5 separate regions of the Mus musculus genome follow, and regions 2, 3, 4 and 5 are each linked to region 1. Evidence: chromatin contacts called from public Hi-C and promoter capture Hi-C data. All regions are on one chromosome and are shown on one strand. The core of a region is the stretch at or near the end of the contact, and the rest is flanking DNA. Distances in the headings are between cores, read along the strand shown.

Region 1 (2,757 bases), core at 126-2,625:
AAATACTTTAGCAACTGAAAAGGAATAAAGCTTACCTCTCTTCATCCAAAGGCACGGGTTTTCCATTATCAGCCACAAACATGTCATGGGTCCTCTTCAATGACCTGAACACCAGTGTGTGTACAGAATGCTTCTGTACCTCCTGTAAAGAGACAGCCAAAAATCACACATCTAACAAGAGACCCATACACCCTAATCGACATGAGAGTCATTATGCAATTTCCACGCTAAATATGGAGAAGGATATACACTCCTCAATAACTGTAACAAACTACAGCAATCAACAACGAAGATGAGAAAGCTCCTGTCTGGCCAGAGCTCTTAGAAAAGTAACTGAGTAATGCCTACAATGTGTTCAGTAGATATTTACCGAGCTAGTACTGTATGCGGCATGCAGTGTACTCAAGAGGCAACAGACAAAAATAAGCAAAATAATTCCACATTTTTGGAGGGTTCTATGAAAATAGGCAATGGGATGAGTTGGTGGGGGGAGAATTGGTAGATATAATCAAGAAAGGTTTCTCTCAGGTGATAAGCAGAGAGGGAGACAGCCTTACACGGAATAGAGGTACAAGCAGTGAAAGTGTGGGAAATCCCACTGCAAAGGTGTCCAGATAACTCAGAACCGCAGCAGTTGTGAATGCTGCGGAAGTGTGGGTTTCCAGGGTCGGTGAGGTTTAGACCTCTGCCACCACCAACATTTTTACTCTATAACACTGGAACAGAAAGCAGCACTGAACTACACTCCTGCAATGTGTTCGTTAATCCTAAGCACTTAGACCAGCTGGAAGTTATTGAATGAGTCCGGGCAAAAGATGTTAGGCTAGACTCGGAGGACTGCAGTGGACCTGGAACGCAGTGGGTGGGAGTAAGAAACGTTTGGGATACGCAAGAACAAACAAACAAACAAAATCAAGAACCGCACGCCTCTACTGCGGTAGAGATGAAATAACAGTGGAACTGACAAGACAGCACGGACTAGCATCCCAGCCACGGTGGGAACATCAGAAGCCCCGCCTCCCAGGAGACGGCCAGGTACCTACGACAACACACGGACTGCAGGATTCCCTCAGGCTTCCCGCCGACTGAAGCTCGGACTTGGGATGTCATCGGCCTTCCTCCCACCCCGACGTGCCGAGACCACCAGCTTTGACTACAGTTCCTTTCCCCAGATTCCCACCACTTTCATCCTACACTTCCGTGGGCAAAGCAAAGCTCCAGGGACAAACGACTCCCAAGTACCCAAGCATCACTTTACCTCCACCATGTCGCCGCCGTTTAGTCTACCCCTCCAGCAGCGAAGGAACTCAAATAATCGCCGCAGAAAACGCCGCCACTATTCGGCAGCTCTTTCCGGAGATTGGGGCCCGTCGCCGGACGTGACGCTAACCGCACATGCGTATTGGCAACCCGCCGCGCAGGGGTCGAGGGGCGGAGTCTAGCGGTGGAGGGCGGAAGCTAGGCGGAGTTGCGCGGAGCCTCTTGGAGGAGAGCGGGACTTCGGCAGCCGCTGGGCGGGACTGGGGCGGGGTTTGGGCGGGGACGAACGATGTCTCCAGGCAGAAGGGCGGGTCTCGGCGGAGCTGGGCGGAGTCTCCTGCCTGAGGGCGGAGATTTCAGCCGGAGCTAAGGGAGCGCGCCAGCCTTAACGTTTAGGGGCGGTACCTGCTTCCAGAAGCTTGGTGCTCCTTACTTGGAGGTTTTAAGCAAGCAACTTTTTCGTTTCTTTTCTTTTTTTCGAGACAGGGTTTCTCTATGTAGCCCTGGCTGTCCTGGAACTCACTCTGTAGACCAGGCTGGCCTCGAACTCAGAAATCCTCCTGCTTCTGCCTCCCAAGTGCAGAGATTAAAGGCGTGCGCCGCCACCACTGTCCAGCTTAAACAAGCAATTAAAAAAAAAAAAAAAAAAAGGTTGAGAACTTAAGTTGGTTTTATTTTATTTGGCTTGACGCTAAAGTGTTGAGGTTTTGTGATTTACCCAGGTTAAAAATAAATCTGTGGCTTATATGATCGATCGTTTTCAAATGTTTTCTGTATTGATGTAGTTGCTATTTGCGATCTTAAGGCGTTTTCACAGATTGTGCGTCTTCCTGAACTGTGGTTAAGTTCACGGATACCGTCCTCAGAATACTGCGAATACTTTGAGAAGGATGAAACGTAGCGCCGATACAGCAATGCTCTCGCTCGATTTATATTTTAATTCATTAAAAACATGAAGGTCGTGTTTTTAACCTGAAAATGGACATTTCTAGTCTTTTTAGTTTTGAGCCTTAACGTCAGCGCCATCTTTGTAGCCCGCAAGTAGTCATTTCTAAATGTGAATGTGAGTTTAGCCAAAGGATCTTATTTTCTGTAAAAGTGGCTAATGTTTGTGCACGTTGCAAGGAAATAGTAATAGCCATAGAAAAGAACATTTTAAATCACAAAACACTAAGGAAATGTAAGAAAGACCTTAATGTATCTATGTTAATATAACTACTAGACAACTCTCATTAAACTTGTGAGATACCTTAGTCATCCTGAACACAGCTTATGCAAGGCTCATAAGGGCAGTCTACTGAGGTAAACCACACTAGGTTTTACTCTTCTTACAGCTCTTGAATTAAGCCACCCGTGTGAAAATTTCCTTCTTAAATGAATAGCTTGGGTGATCCTATTATCTAGTCATGAGACCCATAAATCACACATATCATACACAGATCTCCTGTTCATATAGGAACCTGGGTTTTTCTGTTTGCTATGGCCTCCCTCCTATTT
Region 2 (2,757 bases), core at 190-2,689, 3.8 Mb after region 1:
CTTTTTGGAAGTTATGCAATCCGTTTAGCGCTGTGCTGGCGAATTTAAGGACTTCCTCCCCTACTAGCTGACAGCCTGTCCCAATTGCTTACAATAATAAACTGGATATCGAAAAATATGCTTGAAAAAAAGGTTTTTAAGTTTGAATAACAATTGTCTTTAGTCTCCACACAGACTTCAAACACTGCAATCTTCTTTGAGGCTGACGCTGCACACCTCAAGCCTGGTCAGGAAGGGATGAACTCCCAAGAGCAGGGACATCTTAACACACTAATATGGGCTTTGTACCGGGCAAGTCTGGATTGGAAACTCGCGATCCTGAGAAGGTGCTCTGCCCAGTGGAAGGCAAAGTCCGACCTAGGATTATTCATTCTTGATTATGTCAGAGAACTTGCTGTCTTGGCCTCTAGATTACAACGGGCTGACCTGGTGTTTTCTTGTCCGATGTGATACCAGGTCTGGAGTTGGAAAGCCACATTCCTACCTGACTAACGCAGGAGTCATTTAAGGGTTTAGATGTCAGTGAGCGCGGAAGGTAGGAGAGCAACGTTGTCCTTGCAGTCACTACAAATAAACAGAATCCAAGGATGGTTAATGTTGCCACCGAAGCAAAATCCCAGTCAGCCCTAAGCTTTGGGAAGACCTGCCACTGCAGCCGAGTCCTCACAGGGACCTCTCCCGGGTGGGGTCAGCTTCCAGCCCGGGAAGAGGCGGGAGACGTGCCGCAAGGCCTGGGATGTGGGGTCTAGGCCAGAGAGTCGGGGTGCGGCCGCTCAGCTATGGGATCAACGATCGCAACAGCCCCGGCTGTCCTGGCTCCCACCGCACCTGGCCCCGGCAGAACGCGGCTCTCAGCGAGGGCGCGGCCCCGCCAGGCCAGCGATGGGGCGGGCCGGCGCCACGGGGCGCTCCGCCCCCGATGATGCGGCGGCCTCCGACTGGCCCCCGGCCCGTCACTCACTCCTCACCATGGTTGCAGCACAAAGCAACAAGCCCCGGAGGCCGCTTCCTCCCTGAAGAGTGGCTCCGGCGGCCGCCGAGGCGCAGGAGAAGGAAGAGGCGGGGAAGAGGAGGCGGTCGCCGTTCAGCAGACGCTTGGCGGGGCTGCGCGCTCCGCTCTCGGCCTCGCGCCCGCCGGGGACCCGTGTCTGGCCCGCCGCGCCCGCCCGCCGCACGGACGACGCACAAAGTTGCCTAGAGCGCGGGGGCCGCGCGGGGAGCAGCCGCGCTCAGGCGCCGATGGGGGCGGGCGGCTGGAGCTGCGCGGCCCGCGGGGATGCAGCAGCAGTCGGGAGGCGCGGCCGACAGTAGACGGAGGCGCGGCGCGGCCACGGCGGCCGAGGCCAGCGGGCTCGGTGGCTCCCAGACCTGAGCCGGGCTCACCAGGCTCAGCGCGCGGCCCTCCCTCTCGACCGGCGCGCGAGGACCCGGGACGCGTCAGAGCGAGCGCGGCCGGAGCGGGTAGAGCCAGGGCCCCGCCGGAGAGGCTCCGCCCGCCGTCGCTTGCACCTCCCTAAAAATAACTCGGCCCGCCGGGGCCAGCGCGATCCGCGACCGATCGGGAGCGCTGCCGGGCAGTCGCTGAGTCCGAGTCTACGGACAGCAAGCCGCGAGGAGGAGGAGGGCAGCTCCGGGCTGCACGGACCTTTCGTGCTGTCTGCGCCCCGGCCCCGCGCCTGGGCTGGTTTGCCTCGGGCAGTGGCGCTGGGCCGGGAGGCCGGCGAGTGTGTGGAGCGGACCCGGTGCGCCCCGCAGGGGGAGATGGCGTCCTACGTGGATAATAGCTTCCGCCAAGCGGTGATGAAGAACCCCGCCGAGAGGACCCCCCAGGTGAGACGCGCCGCCACCCGCCGTGGGGTTGGTGTCTGCAGACTGCGCCCTTCCAGTGCCCCGGCACTCCTCTGCTGGGGAAGCATCCCATTTCCCCCATCCAGGACCTTCCCTGCCCCAACTTCCAAGGGCATTCTTTTCAGACTGTTCTGCGATTGCTGCCCTCTCCTCTGCTGTCCTTTTCGTTGCGCTCCCCGTAGCTGACCTTGCCTGCGCCTTTGCGGGACTAGTTGTCTATAGGGTATGCCTTTCTCCGGCCACACTCCTTGGGGTTGAGTCTTGGGGTCAGGTCTCAGCTCCTCTCGGCCGGGTACTCTTGTCACCCTGACTGCAGGCTCAGTTACTCTCTTGCATGTATCCCATCTTTAGAGTTTAGGGGTGTTTAATGAGCTGTAAGCAGGAACTTGCAGGGTTGTGCGATGAACTGACTGGCCTAGGTGGGCCTTGTAAAGTGAAAGCCTGTCTTTAGTTACTACTTTACTTTCTTGAAAGAGGAATGTTGTTATCCATCGAAAGGAAAAAGTTGACAGGCCAGCGCTTTTCATTCCAATTGTAGATGTAAGTGCAGAACAGGCGTATTCGACTCCGTCTTCTTCGCAGGGCAGATTCTTTCGGTTTGCACAATATGGTCAAAATTAGATGAGTGGTTAACGTTTATACAATTGTTTATCCTCAGGTTTTTTTTTTTATTTTTAAACGGAGGGATAGCTGGTGGGTTAGATTTGATTTTTCTTAGATTGGATTAGCGAGGGAGGAGTGTTATAAAAAATGTGGTTTGATTTCCGTTGCTTACTGGCTACATGACGTAGATTCCTAAATGTTGGGATGGCGACTACAGGCGATCCTGCTTGCCAACCCTGCAGGCAAAGAAGATCTACAGATCCTTGGGGCCAGCAAAAACAGCGAGGATCCGATACTTGACAAAAG
Region 3 (2,757 bases), core at 164-2,663, 3.4 Mb after region 1:
TGGATGGATCACAGGGCCCCCAATGGAGGAGCTTGAGAAAGTACCCAAGGAGCTAAAGAGATCTGCAACCCTATAGGTGGAACAACATTATGAACTAACCAGTACCCCGGAGCTCTTGACTCTAGCTGCATATGTATCAAAAGATGGCCTAGTCGGCCTTCAATGGAAAGAACGGCCCATTGGACTGGCAAACTCTATATGCCTCAGTACAGGGGAACGCCAGGGCCAAAAAGTGGGAGTGGGTGGGTAGGGGAGTGGGAGAGGGTATGGGGGACTTTTGGGATAGCATTGGAAATGTAAATGAGGAAAATACCTAATAATAAATAAATAAAGTGCCGCTGTGACCCTCCAACCCCTCAGCGTTATACGTGTTGGGGTCAGGAAGTTATTTCTGGGAATTCGAGATTGAACAAAAACTTTACAGAATTTTTGCATTGCAAGATTCTGTTCTAAACTGTCCTATCAAATCCATCTGCCGGCTGTGATTAGCCCTGGTCCACTCAAGTCCAACACAGAGCCAAGTAAGCGACACACAACAGCATCACCAGCTGGCCCTGGGCTGGTGGCCAACTAGAAGCACAAGCTCGAGTCCCTTAGAAAGCACCAATGGGCAAGGAGGCAAGCTATGACCGCCCAAAGTGCTCCGAGGGATGGGAGGAGGCGGAGAGAGGATCCTGGCAGCGGGGCTGCGGATGACCGCTAGCAGAAGGAGAAGGAAAGAAAGATGCGGGAAGAGAGAGCCGAGGCTAGCCCTCAACTCCAAGAACCGCAGGCAGGAGCACCCTAGCTGCAATCAGCTCTCAGCCGCAACGGCGACACTCACGTCTCCGATCTGCAGCTCCACTTGCTCCAGCGGGTCCACGGTTGGACCGGGACTCCTGCTCGGATCCCGCCAGCCCAAACTCACTGGCATGCTGAGGGACGACGAAGAGGCGCCTGACGACGGAGATGAGGGAGGCGGCGGCGGCGGCGAAGAAGCCCGAAACTCCTCAGAGTCAGCCATGGGAGTGAGCTGGGGCTACTGGACCGGATCAAGCAACCGAACCCTCACCAACTGCCTTTCGACCGCTCGCGCCCAAAGCCCATAGGCTCCGCCTCCTCCCACACGGAGTCCCGCCCCATCTTCTCGTTTGTCTCTGCCCTGGACCCCAAGTACGTCTCATTTTTTCCAGACAGCCAATCAGATATCAAGCCAGGCGTCACCAGGCTCCTGCGCACAGCTCCAGGAGCTAAACACTACAACTCCCAGAATGCCTAGCAAATCAGCCTCGCTATGCTTCTAGGGCGCATGCGCACACGCGAGAGCTTGTCGGCCTCTTCTGCACACTAGGTTCCTGGCTGAGGATGACTGGGAGATGGAGTCTTCTGCCTTTTCCTGGCTTGTATGTGACCCGGAAACCTTACTGGCCTTCGTGTCCTCTGTGGCGCCGGCGCAAAGCAGAAGAGGGGCGGGTACGCCGCGAAGCAAGGGCGGTCGGCAGAGCCCAGACGCTGACAGAAGCTGAGCAGTCGGGGCTTCTTGGCAGGTGATGGCGCCCCTCGTAGCCTAGAAGTCCAGCACCCTCGGCAAGCCGCAGACCCACGCCTCTCTCCTTTGTATCTGGTCAAGTCTCCGGGTCACTTTGAACATGTTGGTGCGACTAACCAAGCTGTCCTGCCCTGGTGAGACGAAACTCCTGGTGGGGACAGAAGGAGCAAGGTGGATAAGTTGGGACAAAACAAGACTGGGGCCACACCCGGGGTACTGCCAGCATCTCTTTCCTTGTCTATTGTCTTAGGCTAAACTAGGGCAAAGGTCAATGCTGTCAGCGCCTGGTGGCCGACCCTACCTTACCGACCTTGGAGTTGCCCCAGTTGGCAGAATTATCATCTAGGTTAAAGGTCATGAGAAGAGAAAATTGTCAACACTGCCCCCTCGGTGGAGTTCCCCCAAATGCCGCTCCTAATCTTTACCTCAAGGCTCAGGTATTATCTGCCGCCTTATTAGGAATGGGAAAGAAAGAAAAACTTGTGTGGGTTTTCGCCTTGGCTCTGACCTGACTTTGCAGCCATAATAGTCTAATCTTAATTGAAGTCTGAGCTCTCATATCGTATTAACTCATATATTACCAATTATGTCTGGAGTCGGAATTTTTTCTGCATTATCCAGAGTTAACACCAGGCGTTTCTGTTATGGGTGTTTCTTAAAGCAGTTGCAGGATAGTTTTAAGTTTTTACTTAAAAACAACCCCCTCGTTCAAACAGAAGTTTAGAGGATCTTGAATTCTGTTGTAACTGGCTTAATATAAATCTTTACTGAAGTTAATTTGGCTGTGGGATTTTTAAACAAGTATTTGTATACTTGTTTAAACAATATGGTGTATATTCAAACCAAGCATCTATTATCCACAGAAGATGGTATGCTTTGAGAGCCATCAGTTTACAGTCTAATTTAGATGCAGTCTTGGATCTAGTCAGTGACTTTTCTTTAAACGCTAATTTGTTACATTTTCATTACTCAGTGTTACCTCTAGTGGTGACAACTAAATGTGCTAAGTATGTCGTGTATGGCTGATCCGGTGTTCAGTGACTCTGACTTTGCTTTCTACTGGAACTCTGTCTTTATGCCTAAATGTTCAGATGGGTCATGAGAGATACCATGCTCGTTTAAGCAAAGGAATAAACGTTATACCTTTTTAAAATTCTCTGGTGGGAATCAGAGGCCACGGTTCCAACTGTTCTCGAGCAAATTAGTAGCTGTACAAATAATAGAATGAA
Region 4 (2,757 bases), core at 132-2,631, 3.2 Mb after region 1:
CTTTCTTGTGAATCTCACATGACCAGATAGTGGATGGTGTCAGCTTAATCCACTCCAAGAGGCCTGCCTGCCTCAAACTCAGACTAGGCCAGGACCTAGCACTTCCTCTTCTTGAAGTTCACATCTGTGTCTTCTGCTGTGCTAGTATCCGGCCTAGAGAGACAGCCTTGCTGTCTAGGAGAGGTCTGTCACACACACACACACACACACACACACACACACACACACACACAAGAGCGCGCACACAGACACATATGGACGCGCGCGCACACATACACACACATGCACGCACACACACACGCACACAGTCACACACACACACTCACACGAACACATGCACAGAGAGAGAGAGAGAGAGAGAGAGAGAGAGAGAGAGAGAGGGAGAGAGGGAGAGAGGGAGACAGAGAGAGATGAACACACACACACACAAACACACACACACACACACACACACACACACACGAGCGCACACACAGACACACATATGGACGTGCGCGCACACATACACACACACGCGCACGCACACAGTCACACACACACACACACACACACGTGGTTTTCAGCTACAGAAGAGGCAGGTAAATCTACATCATATGCTAGTGGTTGCTTTTACCTCTGAATCTCAATCGGATGTCCGAAGCCTGCACTCCTGTCCATTGCTCTTGATTCTTACAGCTCTTTAGGTGGGGTGGGATACAGCTACTGCTCTGGAACGTGATGCACAGCCTGGTTTCACAGGAAAGCTTCCTGGAAGCTATTTTCAAAGAAATTACCTCCCGGGCCAAGCTTTATTTTCCGCAACTCCAGTGTATGGATTTGTATAAAGCCACCTCCCTTGTCTACTGAAATGTGCCAGCAAGCCACAAAGGCATTTAGTTCACATTACAGTAGCACACATTAATTGTTTACATTTGTCTAAGCTCATGATTCCAGCTACATGGGAGGCTGAGGCAGGAGGATCACAGAGTCTACTTGGGCTGTGGAGTGAGCGTTAAGCCAGTCTAGGCAACTTCGGAATAAGCTGTCTCAACTTTAAAAAGGGGGAATGAGAGTTGGGAGTGCAAATTAGGAGAGATTGCCTAACAACAAAGGCAAACCGGGATGGAATGAGCATTTATTTTGTAACTGTGTGAGGTAGCTCCGGCTTTGTCTCATCCACAAACTGCACAATTAAAGGTGTGGTGTTTAGCAGAAGGTGACTTGCTACTCACTGAACGAGCTCTTCTTTAAAGGGGGGGGGGGGGGGGGGGCACGACACTCTCTAGTTAACTCGCTGACTGACAGAGGGCCTGAGGACTCCTTAGTCACCTGACTGAGCTCCAGCCCTCCGCTGGGAGGGTGTCCTGAGCCTCCGCCTGGGAGGGACTCCGGTCTCCCTTCAGATTCCGGCAGGAAGTCCGCACGCGTCCAGGGAAGAGTCAGCGCAGTGAGACCCCACCAGGTCACCTGAGTCTAAGGTGCCCCTGGGTCTGAGAGCCGCCCTGCAACCTTCAGCTCCTCGGGAAAACTCGCAGAGCAAGTAAGTGCCAGCACTCGTGACGTCAGCCCAGAGACAGGCGAAGCTGCACTCAGATTGGAGGAAATTAAAGGAAACCAGAAATGAAATCTTTAAACTAGAGCAGGCGGCATTGATCGAGCGCCGGCACTATCTTAAACGCAGGGGAGGAGCTGCTTAAAACTTTAAAGTAGTCGGGAGAAAAAGCAGATATACCAGTAATGAAACGAAAGTAGTAAATTTTTTAGAAAGAATGAATGTAGCTTAATAAAATATTAAGTGGATACTTAACACGTAAACCTTAGAATCCTTGGACTTGAGACTTTTCCACGGAATGTTGAAAGCTTTTACCTTGGAGAAATACGAACTATTTCGATAGCTGCTGCCTGGTTGGTAATCTGTCTAAGGTAAACGCGTGTGGGCAGGTCACGTGCTACCTGACCCACGTGATATTTATGGTCCTATTGTCTAACTAAAACTTGAAAAAATTTTAAATGAATGGGAGGGATCTAGCACAAGTTTAAAGCTTGACTGAGCTCTGAAGCGAGTTTAAAGTCTGCCTAGAAAAGCTTGGCGAGACTGTCTCAAATCAAACAAAGTAAAAACGGGGTTCGGGTATAGCTGAGCAGAGCGTTTGCCGAGCATGCCGTATTATTAAAAAATATAATAATAATAATAATAATAATAATAATAATGGATTTTGTTTGCTTGCTTGCTTTTTTAAAGACAGGGTCACACTAGTGTTGTCCTGGATGGTCTGGAACTAGCTATGTAAACCAAGCAGGCGATGATCTCAAAGATCTTCCTGCTTCTGCCTTCTGAGTGCCGGAAGTTAGCTTGCTACCAACCTAGACTGAAAATAAGATTTTTAGAGGAATAATTTGGGGCTAGGTTTGTGCGAAAAAAGGGTTGGGGATACATGTTCAGTAAAGTAATGATGCTTCTCTTTACCACAGAAATGTCACTGATTTAACGCGAGATGGACTCTTCCTTATGGCAGTCTGGGATTGTTGGTTCACAGGGAATTAGATCATGTGCTTTTGGAAATGCTCTGGAGCCGTGTGCTGTAAACGAACATCGTTTATCTAAGGCAATAACTGACTGGAGTTGATTCAGCAGTCAAATGAGGTCATGCGCTCTAATTAGCACTACTAATTATTCATCCAATTCAGGCTGAAACCTGTGGCTGCCCATCAATACCCCTTAGTGGAGCCTTCTTTTCTGTAAAATAATCTACCTCATTAAATGGTTAGGCACTGTCC
Region 5 (2,757 bases), core at 133-2,632, 3.1 Mb before region 1:
CAGGAGGAATCTTGTTTTGAAAAATACTAACATAAGAATGGGGAAGCCATTTTTTATGGTGGGGGTTTGGGGATGTGGAGGGGTGGAGATAGAGGTAGAGAAATGGCTTAGTGGTTAAGAGTAGTAGTGACTGCTCTTCTAGAGGACCCAGGTTCAATTCCCAGGACCCACATGATAGCTCACAACTGTCTGTAACTCCAGTTCCAGGGGATCTGGGACTTTCACACAGACAAACATGCAGGCAAACCATATAAAATAAAAATAAAGACATCACTTTTAAAAGTGGGGAAGGGGTGGTTTGCATTAAGAAAATTGGTGGGCAGTTAGGTACAACAATTGATCACGACTGTGCCTTTTTGGGGTGCTAGAGATGGAATCCGTTGTCTCAGGCATGCTGAGGCTTTTCCAGGACACCACTCTAGTCCCCACTCCACTAAAAACCCAAACACTCCTCCTATCCCAGAAAAAACAAAACCAACCAACCAAAAACCCAGGGCTGTCGAGATGGCTCAGCTGGTAAAGGCACCTGCAGAGACCTCTCAGGCAGTGAGGAGGCAGGGCACATTGTATGGCAGCGCTGCGGGCCAGTGTGCGCAGGATGGCAGCCTCTCCCTGAGCCTTATACCCACATAGTGGAAGAAGAGAACCAACTCTTGAGAATAGGTCTCTGACCTCCACACAGAGACCTGTGAGGCACAGGACCACACACATAGTCATACAAAAAAAAAATGTGATTACAAATGTGTAAGAGTTACATATGTATATATGTGTGTGTGTGTATATATATATTCTCTCCTCTCCCCTTCCCAGTCTGTCTTGCTAGGTAGTTCAGGCTAGTACTCACCATATACTCCAGGCTCTCCTCCAACTTGCTGTCCTCCTGCCTCCAGAGCTCTGGGATTGCACACACGGCTAAGCCTCTTTTTTCATGAAAGTTCACAACACAGCCAAGCCCAAGAGTAGTCAGCACGTGAACAGCGTGCCCGAAGTCATGCTTATTGAATTACACTAATGTTTTGAAATAGATCACATGAATATTCCCGTTTTACACCCGAGGGAACTGATGGCTAAAGAGGTCAGAAGGCTAAGTACTGTTGGAATCACCATTTGAACATGGATTTGCTATCTCTGATTCAAAGCCCATGGTCTAGGGAAGAAACGTACTCTCAAAATTAGAAACAGAGAGTTCCCACCCTCGGGGCAACGGAAACCACAAGAAACCTGAAGTGGGTTGAGCATCTCTGACAATCTGCAGGCTCCCATGCACAGCCTAGCCAGCCCGCGGCCCGCTGCGCGACCTCCCGACACACGAGGGCGCTGTCGCAGCACGGCGGGAAACGAGCCGCCAGCTAGTGTCGCGAGATTCTTAAAGCCGGAAGGGCGAAAGAGCAAGGGTCACGTAGACGGCGCTCCCCGCCCGGCTCGCGTTAAGTTCTCGCGCGAGTTGTACTTCCGCCCTTTTGGCTCTCCGGTCGGCACCATGGCGGTCGGCAAGAACAAGCGCCTGACGAAAGGTGGCAAGAAGGGAGCTAAGAAGAAAGTGTGAGTGGCGGATCGCGCGGGTCCCCGGCCGTTGGGCTCCGCAGGAGTTGGTGGGCGGGTTCTGGGGTGCGGCGTGGGGCGGATGGTGAGGATGCGGGGTGGATTGCGCGGCGGTGCTGCGCTGCGCGGCTGGCGGGTGCGTCCCGGGCGGCCGCCTCTCCGCCACCCGGCCGGGTGTCGCGCGCCGCGTGTGATCTCCGCCCTGCGTCTCTAGCAGTCGCTCGCGTGTCGCGCGCGAACTGTGGGCTCCTGGGTTGCTGGAAGTCCGTGGCACTTTTTAACACCGCTCTACGTCAGTCACTCTGGCTGTCCATGTCGGGACCCCATGTCAACTTGTGTGCTGGGCTCTCGTGGGACCGACCTGGAGACCCGGGACACTTGTTTAGCAGCAGTTTGTGCTGTTGCGGACCAGTCACTGTCACAGGTCCCTGAGGTTCCAGGGCAGTGTGTATATAGTACTGCCTGTGTGATGGAGGAGTGGGGAAGGCATGGCTTCGAACTTACTGCTTTGTGCACTGGCAGACCAGCCGGCCTCGCAGACGTTCACCCCACGGGGAGGACGTCCGTCGTGTTAAGTGCAGGCCGATTGCAAGATCGTGCCTGGGAAACTGTTAACAGAAGTCTGAAGGATAAGAAGCGTTTAAAAGTGGTCGGGAGTGTTGTTACAATTTACAGAGAAACTTGAGGTTATTTTTCTCCCATCCAGGGTCGATCCATTTTCTAAGAAAGACTGGTACGATGTGAAAGCTCCAGCCATGTTCAATATTAGGAACATCGGGAAGACACTAGTCACGAGGACTCAAGGAACCAGTGAGTACTGTGGGCCCCTTTTGCTTTGTTCCTAAGCTGTGGCATGTGCATATTAACCGGCGCCTTGGTCAACTCTGATGGGGCGCTGGATTGAAATGTCAGCCCAGTGGTTGGAGGGCCTGGCATTGGGAGTGCTTGGTCTTAGTACAGATGTGGCAGCAATGAAGTGTTTGTACAGCTGTCCAAGAGAACGTTTAGGTGTTGGCAGTAAGCCACTGGTGTGAAGGTGGGTTTGGTTAACAAGTTAACAGGGTTTGTGGTTCTTTTTTAGAAATTGCCTCTGATGGCCTCAAGGGTCGTGTGTTTGAAGTGAGCCTTGCTGATCTACAGAATGATGAAGTTGCGTTTAGAAAATTCAAGCTAATCACTGAGGACGTTCAGGGCAAAAACTGTCTGACTAACTTC

What was found. Promoter capture Hi-C pulls out the DNA fragments that hold promoters and counts their contacts. Hi-C and Micro-C count contacts between places; a contact is called where the count stands out from the background.
Region 2: a promoter capture Hi-C map of pre-B cells shows a contact between it and region 1, with 4 times the contacts expected there. The contact joins the promoter of 6430573P05Rik here to the promoter of Plrg1 in region 1. A contact is called at or near these places in 2 of 39 promoter capture datasets (frontonasal cranial neural crest and pre-B cells) and 1 of 484 Hi-C or Micro-C datasets (uterus).
Region 3: a contact with region 1 is called in a promoter capture Hi-C map of pre-B cells. The contact joins the promoter of Etfdh here to the promoter of Plrg1 in region 1. A contact is called at or near these places in 2 of 39 promoter capture datasets (liver and pre-B cells), 1 of 484 Hi-C or Micro-C datasets (regulatory T cells) and 1 of 9 other capture datasets (liver).
Region 4: a promoter capture Hi-C map of liver shows a contact between it and region 1, with 7 times the contacts expected there. The contact joins the promoter of Tmem144 here to the promoter of Plrg1 in region 1. A contact is called at or near these places in 4 of 39 promoter capture datasets (cranial neural crest, liver and pre-B cells) and 2 of 484 Hi-C or Micro-C datasets (CD4 T cells and pre-B cells).
Region 5: a contact with region 1 is called in a Hi-C map of muscle stem cells, with 4 times the contacts expected there. The contact joins the promoter of Rps3a1 here to the promoter of Plrg1 in region 1. A contact is called at or near these places in 1 of 39 promoter capture datasets (pre-B cells) and 2 of 484 Hi-C or Micro-C datasets (CD4 T cells and muscle stem cells).

What each region holds. Positions count from the first base shown.
Region 1 is chr3:83,054,156-83,056,912 of GRCm38.p6, reverse strand. Plrg1 (pleiotropic regulator 1) reads right to left here and starts at 1,375. Exons shown (of 15, transcript NM_016784.3): 1 at 1,259-1,375; 2 at 36-142. The coding sequence starts at 1,267.
Region 2 is chr3:79,285,537-79,288,293 of GRCm38.p6, reverse strand. 6430573P05Rik (RIKEN cDNA 6430573P05 gene) reads right to left here and starts at 1,439. Exons shown (of 2, transcript NR_165170.1): 1 at 485-1,439. It also overlaps a transcript of Rapgef2 not described here.
Region 3 is chr3:79,627,423-79,630,179 of GRCm38.p6, reverse strand. Etfdh (electron transferring flavoprotein, dehydrogenase) reads left to right here and starts at 1,413. Exons shown (of 13, transcript NM_025794.2): 1 at 1,413-1,662. The coding sequence starts at 1,629. It overlaps 4930579G24Rik (RIKEN cDNA 4930579G24 gene), which reads right to left and starts at 1,101. Exons shown (of 2, transcript NM_029482.1): 1 at 824-1,101. The coding sequence starts at 1,003.
Region 4 is chr3:79,841,533-79,844,289 of GRCm38.p6, reverse strand. Tmem144 (transmembrane protein 144) reads left to right here and starts at 1,381. Exons shown (of 12, transcript NM_001379543.1): 1 at 1,381-1,519.
Region 5 is chr3:86,141,293-86,144,049 of GRCm38.p6, reverse strand. It overlaps Rps3a1 (ribosomal protein S3A1), which reads left to right and starts at 1,382. Exons shown (of 6, transcript NM_016959.4): 1 at 1,382-1,542; 2 at 2,249-2,352; 3 at 2,624-2,757. The coding sequence starts at 1,481.